3 separate regions of the Mus musculus genome follow, and all the other regions are linked to region 3. A link is a contact called in public HiChIP or PLAC-seq data. All regions are on one chromosome and are shown on one strand. The core of a region is the stretch at or near the end of the contact, and the rest is flanking DNA. Distances in the headings are between cores, read along the strand shown.

Region 1 (2,700 bases), core at 74-2,573, 390 kb before region 3:
GGAATACAGACCTGACAGGGCAGTTGCAGCCCTTGCTGGTGGTGATCTGAGCATGGGTGACCAAAGGGACATGTTTCTGACGGGTAGAAGATGAAGAGAAGATGGAGGTTGGCACTGTGCTTGCTGTGGCCATTTAAAATCTGAGAATGTGTGCTCTGCCTGGCAGAGGTACTATAGGGTTAGTGTAGTTCCATGGGGAACCAGAAACCATCAAGGTGTTTGTTCACCCTTGAGAAAGGCATCCTTACCCAGGGGCATGTGGAAGATGGGATAGAGGGAAGGAAGCCATGAACTGAGGAGAGTCAGTGTGGTCAGTCTCCTGCGAAGGCATGGCCCTTGTCACCTAACAGGGAACCGAGACATACCTCCCCAGTTCCTCTTGCTCTGAAAGCATCCTTGTAAGATCTCCTTATCTCTCTGGGAGTAGCTCCACCTGTCCATCTCTCTAAAAGCAGTATGGGTTTCTCCTCCTAAGAATAAAAAAGACTAACTCGAAAATAGATTGCCTTTGTTGGCATATGCTAATGCTCTGAGAAGTGGCCATGTTCTGGTAGAGGGCAGGCACTATTCATTTCAGTCAATGGGATGCTGGATCAAAAGGAAAAGCAGGCCCTAGGCTAAAACAGAAGCAGAGGCCAGGTCTGGCATTGAACTTGTGAGTATGCTCAGACTCAGTGCACAGCCATTACCTGGGGACATAGTGCAGCAGAGCCACCTGCCCTTCCCTGTGCCATGACTGTCCTGTCCATCAGCCAGTGAAGAGGCCCCTCCATTTCTTCTCAGGGACAAGAGAAGGACTTCACTGGAAAACCTGCCCAGCACCCTCTACAGCATTTTATGTAGATTATGCAAATAATGCACATTTCTTGCTGTGGCCATCCAGGCACTATTACCTAATGCTCTCCTGGTCTCATTCACTGCTGACATAAAGATCTCTAAGTGTTGTTTCCATGGAGACAGCAGAATGGAGGACAATCCTGCCCACAGGTTAGAATCAGAGAGAAATGTTCCAAGAGGAAACTCCCTAAAATGTGTTCCTTCTTTTAAAAGCCCAACGCTGGTGGCATGGACTTACATTCCTCTTGGTGATTTTTGTAGTGGTTGGTTCTGTTTTACAAAGTGTCTAACCTACTTTGATGAAACTTTAGACCTCCAGACAGATTTATGGATCAATTTTCTTGCCTGCAACACGCACTTTGCAGGAGCCCTTTTCTAAGTATTTTGAATTCCAAGAAAACGAAAACAAGAAAAGTAGATGCGTCAAGACTTCCTCTTTTTCCAGAACACATCACCCCTCCTGTGTCACAGCTACTTACTTCTCTTCCTCTTTCCCCAAGTGTGTGATCAGTTCTCCATCAACACCCTTCCTCCACAGCCTGAAGCCTGGAATCAGCTACATGGGGCCGCCATATTAAAATTCCATGGACGTCTCATGGGAGGGTTAGAGAGTTCTCCCAAAATTCTGACATTCTGGCATGAGCCAGGCCACATGGATTGGACCACTCCTGATATCTTCTGGGGTTGCGGTAATTGAAAATTCTTGGCACCCCTCCTCAAGTGGCTGCATTGCCCAGTCTCTGGGTTGTACTGTGGCCTTCTACCTGTGTGTCTGTGCACATATTTAGATTAGGGACCATCTTTTGTGTGTGTGTGTGTGTACATGTATGTATATGTGTGTGCATGTGTGTATATGTGTGCATGTGTGTGCATGTATATGTGTATGTATTGTGTATATGTGTGTGCATGTCTGTACATGTGTATGTGTGCATGAGTGTGTCCATATGTGTAGAGTTGTATTATGCAGTTGTGTGTGTGCATATGTGTGTGCATGTGTATTTGTGTGTGCATGCATTTGTGCATGTGTGTGCATGTGTGTGTACACGTGTATGTGTGCATGTGTATGTCATATGCACACATAACAGGTGTGCATATGTGTGTGCAGTTGTATGTATGGATATGCGTGCATATGTTTGTGCATGTGTATTTTGTGTGTGCATGCATTTGTGCATGTGCGTGCATTTGTGCGTGTGTGTACGTGTATGCATGTGTGTGTGTTGCAAACGTTTAGAAGTAAAATTAGAGCATGTTTCTTTTGGAATTGGAGCTCAGTTTCAAACTAAACCTAAGCCAGGCACTTGTCATACGTTGGATCGCTTCTTCCTAAAACAGTTATGCTGAAAGCTTCCAGCCCCACCTGTGCGTGTATGCATGTGTGTGCATTTGTGTGTGTGAGTGTATGTATGTGTGTATGTGTGTATACATGTATGTGTGCATGCTTGTGAAGGCCAGATGTTGCTATCTGGTGCTTCTCTCTCTTACTCTACATCCTATATTTTAAGGCAGGGCCTTTTGCTGGGTCAGGAACTCAGCATTTTGGAAAGAATTTCTGGCCACAGGAATCCTCCTATCTCTGCTAGGATTGCAGGTAGTTGTGGCCTTGGCCTCCTTTTTCTAGGGATGTTGAGGTTCTGAACTCAAGTCTGTAGTGCACATCTTACTCACTGAATCATCTCCCCAGCTCCTAAGGGTCCATTTTGAAGACAATTTGCTTATATTTATGAAAACCCTCTTTCCAAATACAGAAACATTTAACAGGTGGGGCTGGAAGCTTTCAGCATAACTGTTTTAGGAAGAAGCAATCCAACGTATGACAAGTGCCTGGCTTAGGTTTAGTTTGAAACTGAGCTCCAATTCCAAAAG
Region 2 (2,700 bases), core at 187-2,686, 280 kb before region 3:
TGAGACCCCTTCAGCATGTCTGCTGCATTGTCTCAGAAGCCTGCTCCTTCCCTCCTCACCTACAGCTGACGGGTGGACACAGGCTCTAGATCCTTGCTGACACTCTAGAGCAGTATCACAATGGCAGAAATCCTAACTAAGATTCCTTGGTGTGTACCATATACGGCTGTGGAGCTTCTAGTAGGAAGCAAATACCCAGACACTAAGTGCTTGAATCTGCCTAGAGTAACCACCTTCAGCCCAGGAAACTAATCAAGGCTGGAACACATGTGAACTGGCAAGCCCTAGGTTTGAAGGATAAGTGGGAAAGAGTGTCATCCTAGAGTCTGTTGGGGGAAGAATGGATAAAAGAAAGAGTGAGTGAAAGGCAGGTCTGGACCAGATGACCTGGTTTCCTGAGGAACCAGTGAGGTAGGGGGAGGACCAATCATTGTTTGAGTTATTGATGCAAATGGGACACCCAATGCAGTGGTGTTTGGAGGGTGGGAAGGAAGGTGCATTTGGAGTCTCCCTGTGCAAGACAAGAGATAGTGTATTCACTGGGGAGATAACTCTCTTTGTAGAGAGAAGGCTTGAGTCTCAGTGTCCTTACAGAGAGGTAAGGCTTCTCTTACCCAAGAGAGTCATCCCTTCATGTGCAGCAGACATAGCTCCCAGCAGCTAGAAACACCTGCATCCTTTGGTTCCTCCAAATCTCTGTTCATTCCAAGGCCAGGCTACAGAACGAGCTTCCTAATGAAAGAGGAGGAGGATGGAGTTCATGGACACTCTGGTTGGATCTTCACCTTCGATTCTGTGTGGCAACCTGGCTTCAGGGTGGCATTCCATGGTGCCCACTTGTGCCGTGGCTTGATGCTGCACGAACCAGCTAGAAAAACCTGGCAAGCATGGGTCTCAAGTGGTGAATAATTTCGAGATCTGACATCTCTGAGCACGGGTTCTCCCTTTAGCCTTCTGAGGCCCGCACTGCTTGAGGAACATCACAGCAGAGAGGCAGAGGTTGAGAGGAGTGTGGGAAGGAAGACGCCCTCCTCTGACTATCTGACTATACTTCTCATACCACCCCAAGATGGACCCTGCACACCCCAGGCTGCAGCAAGCCATCAACATGACAGGGATTCAGGGGCCTGACTTGGTCTTCCCACGTGTGCTCAAGCTGTTTCCCCTGCCTGGGGAGTGAGGAGGGGGGGTGCGGGGGGGGGGGGGGACTGGAGACTTTCACACCTCCTTCCTCTGTCGCTCCGATACCTTCCACATGTGGGACACAAGGGAGGCCAAAACCTTTTCCTTCTTTGACTGGGCTGATTGATTTCACATGCCCACTCCATGTGTGTCTGGGCTGCCGGAGGATCTGACACGCCCATCACCCATCTGCTCACGCTTAGAGAGGGCAGAGACCTGGAAGCCACACATGGCAGAGGTCTGCCTCTCCACTCCCTGGCAGGAAATACCCTATACTGCAAGCTTTCTTCTAGTTGAGCATATAACCGTGAAGTGGGGCCTCTGCCTAAAGAGCTTCATATAATGCTGGGCAGGTTGTGTAAGCCCATTAAGCCTCACTTTCCTTAGCTGTGCAATGGGGCTAATGCCAAGATGTGTATACAAATGGATCGGGATGATTCTGGTAACTGCCTCAGGCATCAGGCTTCACACTGGCTAGCCATCCGTTTCTCCACAGAGAATTCTGTCTGCCATTGTATTCTTCTCCCACATCTGCTCCTAGATATGCACCCACTGAATTCCTTACTGCACACCTAGAGAGGAAGACAGACAAGGAGAGGGGGCCACAGGGTCCCTGTGTTCATTTGTCTGAGACCAACCTGCACGGTTTCCAGTAGCTCTCCCTCCACCACCACCACCACACTGCTTCCTGTCAGATGTCTGCTGCATGTTGCCTTCCCCCACCACCCAGGCAGCCCCATCCTGAGTTGATTTAGGGAAGGTCTTTCATGTGGCCCCCTGGATCTCTAAACCCTTCCTGGAGCAGATTTATTCATCTCTGTTCCCGTGCCTCTTTTAACTTGGTGCTTGATTTTGATTTGTTTCCTGGATTTCCCAGCTGAGCCCAGAGATGGGGATGAAAACTTCCATTGGTGGCAGCCACGAATGTCATAAAGGAGTCAGCCGCAGCATGTTTATGGAGGACAGCTGGTCCCCAAAGCAGGGAGAATGGGGTGCAGAGTGGAACATTCACCTGGCACGGAGTTGTACTACTGTATGTGTAGCGCTCTCTCTCTCTCTCTCTCTCTCTCTCTCTCTCTCTCTCTCCCTCTCCCTTTCCTTTTGCTGATTATTAGAAGGACTCATAGCCCTGATAATTTGGAAGACTGCCTATTATTGTGATGCATTACTCCACTTGCTTATTTGCCGTAATAGATGAAGTATCTATCAAACTAATCATAAACGTGGCAATAAGCAAGTGAACCTTGCCTTTCCCTTCCCTGGCCGCTCACTATGTCAATTTTTTGACAGGGCCGTTGTTTTTAATCTCAACTTCTAGTTATTGGCCCAGAAGTGACATTGCACATTTTTCAAGTTAACTGCACAGAAGGAATTAGTAAGGCCTATATAAACCACTGTGTGCTGCACACAGTAGCCCATCTACCTATAACAGTTGGGAAGCACTGATGAGATAGAAAACAGCTTCCAGAAGGGTCTCTGTGGTTCAGAGCTTCACAACCCCGCCCCACATCCACAAGT
Region 3 (2,700 bases), core at 143-2,642:
AATGGCTTTAGAGCTCAGATTGTTTTTCTGTGAGAAAGCCTGAGGTTTCTCAGGTGGGATGAGGAGTGGGGACTGATTAGGTCGCAAAGAAAAGAAGAGGGAGGATCCAGAGAGGGCTGCACACCGAACTACATATACTAAGACTGAGCAAGGTAGAAGGCTCTAGAAAAAGAAGTTTTTGTACTTCTGCTGGTAAAAGGCTGGAGGGGGTGGCTCGGGAACTTGGCCTCTTTTGTCCATAGAGCTTTAAATACTCCGGCTACAAGAGGCCTCTCCCATGCGCCCCGGCCGAGCCTGCGTGACTCAGGGTGTTTGTGTTTGAGTCCAGTGTTGTGAGCTCTGAATGACAGTCCAGATTTGCCGTGGCGATACGTGGAAAGAGCGAGCGCTGCATGTGAACTACACAAATATTATGCTTAAGCTTTTTTTTTTCCTCCATTTGGAGCCAAACAGGTCTTGTCAGTGATAAAAATCGCTGCAATATAGTGGGCCCTTTTTCTGGCCTGGAATCTGAGACCGTGTCGGCAGTGCCAAGGAGGCCCGTAGCAGGAAGAAATAGCAAGCCGCGGGGATTTGAAACCATAACACAACTTCTACGACATAATTTTATAATTGTAGCAATCGGGAACTAGGTGGTGGGCGGGGTAGCCTTGTAACCACTCCTGTGCTGGAAGAATGGTCCAGGGTCCTCCGTGTAGCTCTGGGCTGGGCTGGGGTAGCAGCAACAGCATTTCTATGGGCAGAAGCCAACGGCTTCCCCTGTCTTGTTGTGAGGCTGTGTACAGGAGGATGATTGTGGCTCAGGCTGTGTAACCATTGACAGGAGAATGGCCCTGGCTCAGTCAACGGTTCTAGTCAAACAAACCTTGAGAACGAGGAGGAAACAACAAAGTCGGCCTCTTAAAAGGAGGAATGGATCTCTACTGTGACTGTGTGGGAGGCTGGGCTCCTCTACAATCTCTAGTCTGCATAATACTTTGAAGGGGATGGAGAGGGAAAAAAAAAAAAAAGCGGGAGGCCCAGCCCTCCTGACTGGCCCACGTGGATGCCCCTACTTGCTGTTTCCTGGTAACAGAGACACCTACCACCCTTACACGACAGCAAGCATCCCACCTTGCTTTTCATTCCGAGGGAAAATCAGCAGACCAGCTGGCCACTCCCTCTGAGCTCCCAAGGGCCTGGCCTACTAGAAATATTGGAACAGACCCACGCTGCACCTTTCTGCCTACTTCCTCCTAGGGATCCGCCCAGGGAGTGGGCTTCAGGGAAGTAAGGATGCTTCTGAGGAGCCTGTACGAAGGAGGAAGGGGCCTGGGTGTGTGAGGGCAGAGAGGGATGCCCTGTGCCTGCCTGCGTGTAACAGGAAATCTCACTCCTCGGCTGTGGGTTTGCAGCTGCACCCAATTTCCTGTTGAAGGGACACGCTGCTACGTTCCAGGGCCCACTCTGGCACCTCTCAGACCTGCTGCTCAGGTTTTCAGGAAGGCAGGGCATTCTTGACCCCGGGAGGGCACCTTTCTTGGCTGCCACAGTTCTGTTCCCAGCCTGAGGCCCACAGCCAACAAGCAACGGGCTTCTTACCCGGGGCCACCATCAGCAGTTCCGCTCACTAGTGTCTGCCCACCCGAGGGGATGTGCGGAGAGCTGTGGGCACCGAGTCCCAGACTGAGGCAACAGCCAGGGACCAGTGGGCTGAAGGAACCTCAGCGGGCTATCAGAAGGATAGCCCTGGTTCCCACAGGCAGCCAGCCCAAGGGGCAATGTCCAACAAGCTCACCTTGGGGGTGAAGGGAGAGGGAGGGGAAAGATAAGAAAAGTCCCCTCCACAACACGTTTTCTGATCTCTTCCCTCCCTCCTTCCCTGCCTCCCTCTCCTCCTCCTCCTCCCTTCCCCTCCCGGTCCCTACACTAGGACATCGGCAGAAACTAGATGATCAGACCAAGCCCGGGAGTTTGTCCTTTTCCGAGCGGCTCAGTGAATTGGAGCAGCTGCGGCGCACGGCCATGAGGGTCAGCCCGCACCACCCAGCCCCCACGCCCAACCCTCGGGCCTCCTTGAACCACTCCACTGCCTTTAACCCTCAGCCTCAAAGTCAGATGCAGGGTAAGTACCCCACGGAGCCCACTACCCTCTGTCTTTGCTGGAGTCCCAGGCGCAGAAAGCACCGGGGCTGCCAGGCCTTTCTGGGTGCTCTAAGGGAACTGTTGAAACCCCGCAGCATCAGCTGGGAGCTTAATGAGGAGAACGCTGTTCCATCTGCAGAGTATCTCTACTCTGAGAAGTGTGGCTGCTGAGCATGGGAGGGAATCGTGGCTGTGGAAGCCATATGTGTACATGGCTACACGCGTGTATCTCTCTTGGTACCCTTGCAGTTATCGGTTCCAGGTATCAAACTCCACAGGAGTTCAATATGTCCTAGTACTTGCCTAGGCCTGTGGACATCATCCTGGAGACTGTAATCCGTTCTGCGGCTAGCATCTAACACGCTATTCATGCTATGTTGACAATCACCAAGTTATATTACGTAGGGAATCCTGACGAAAATACATTTCAATATGTGTACATTTAAAAAGCTGTATTATCAACCCACCTTCGGTTTAATCTTTAGCTATAGAGCCTTCAGATACAAATAGCCTCCTGTATAGAAGCTGACGAGAGGTTTTTGTAAGACTTGTTTTCTACTATGTTGTTTTCTTATC

What was found. HiChIP or PLAC-seq counts read pairs in DNA pulled down with a chosen protein or histone mark.
Region 1: a contact with region 3 is called in an H3K4me3 HiChIP or PLAC-seq map of bone marrow-derived macrophages, with 5 times the contacts expected there. The contact joins two enhancer-like sites. A contact is called at or near these places in 1 of 15 datasets of contacts at CTCF or cohesin (large pre-B cells) and 4 of 115 datasets of contacts at active chromatin or transcription factors (bone marrow-derived macrophages, embryonic stem cells, microglia and 1 more).
Region 2: an H3K27ac HiChIP or PLAC-seq map of regulatory T cells shows a contact between it and region 3, with 3 times the contacts expected there. The contact joins two enhancer-like sites. A contact is called at or near these places in 3 of 115 datasets of contacts at active chromatin or transcription factors (embryonic stem cells, pancreatic cancer cells and regulatory T cells).

What each region holds. Positions count from the first base shown.
Region 1 is chr16:93,030,419-93,033,118 of GRCm38.p6, reverse strand. No RefSeq gene overlaps it. Among named protein-coding and RNA genes, the nearest start is that of Gm41499, 75 kb to the right of the region's middle. Within about 2 kb of position 1,323, at least 65 of the 459 cell types and tissues checked have an H3K27ac peak or open chromatin away from gene starts, as enhancers often do. A contact at or near this core is called in bone marrow-derived macrophages, where this site is marked.
Region 2 is chr16:92,927,062-92,929,761 of GRCm38.p6, reverse strand. No RefSeq gene overlaps it. Among named protein-coding and RNA genes, the nearest start is that of Gm41499, 29 kb to the left of the region's middle. Within about 2 kb of position 1,436, at least 64 of the 459 cell types and tissues checked have an H3K27ac peak or open chromatin away from gene starts, as enhancers often do. A contact at or near this core is called in regulatory T cells, where this site is marked.
Region 3 is chr16:92,643,558-92,646,257 of GRCm38.p6, reverse strand. It overlaps Runx1 (runt related transcription factor 1), which reads left to right. Exons shown (of 8, transcript NM_001111021.2): 6 at 1,913-2,104. Among named protein-coding and RNA genes, the nearest start is that of Gm30224, 49 kb to the right of the region's middle. Within about 2 kb of position 1,392, at least 112 of the 459 cell types and tissues checked have an H3K27ac peak or open chromatin away from gene starts, as enhancers often do. A contact at or near this core is called in bone marrow-derived macrophages and regulatory T cells, where this site is marked.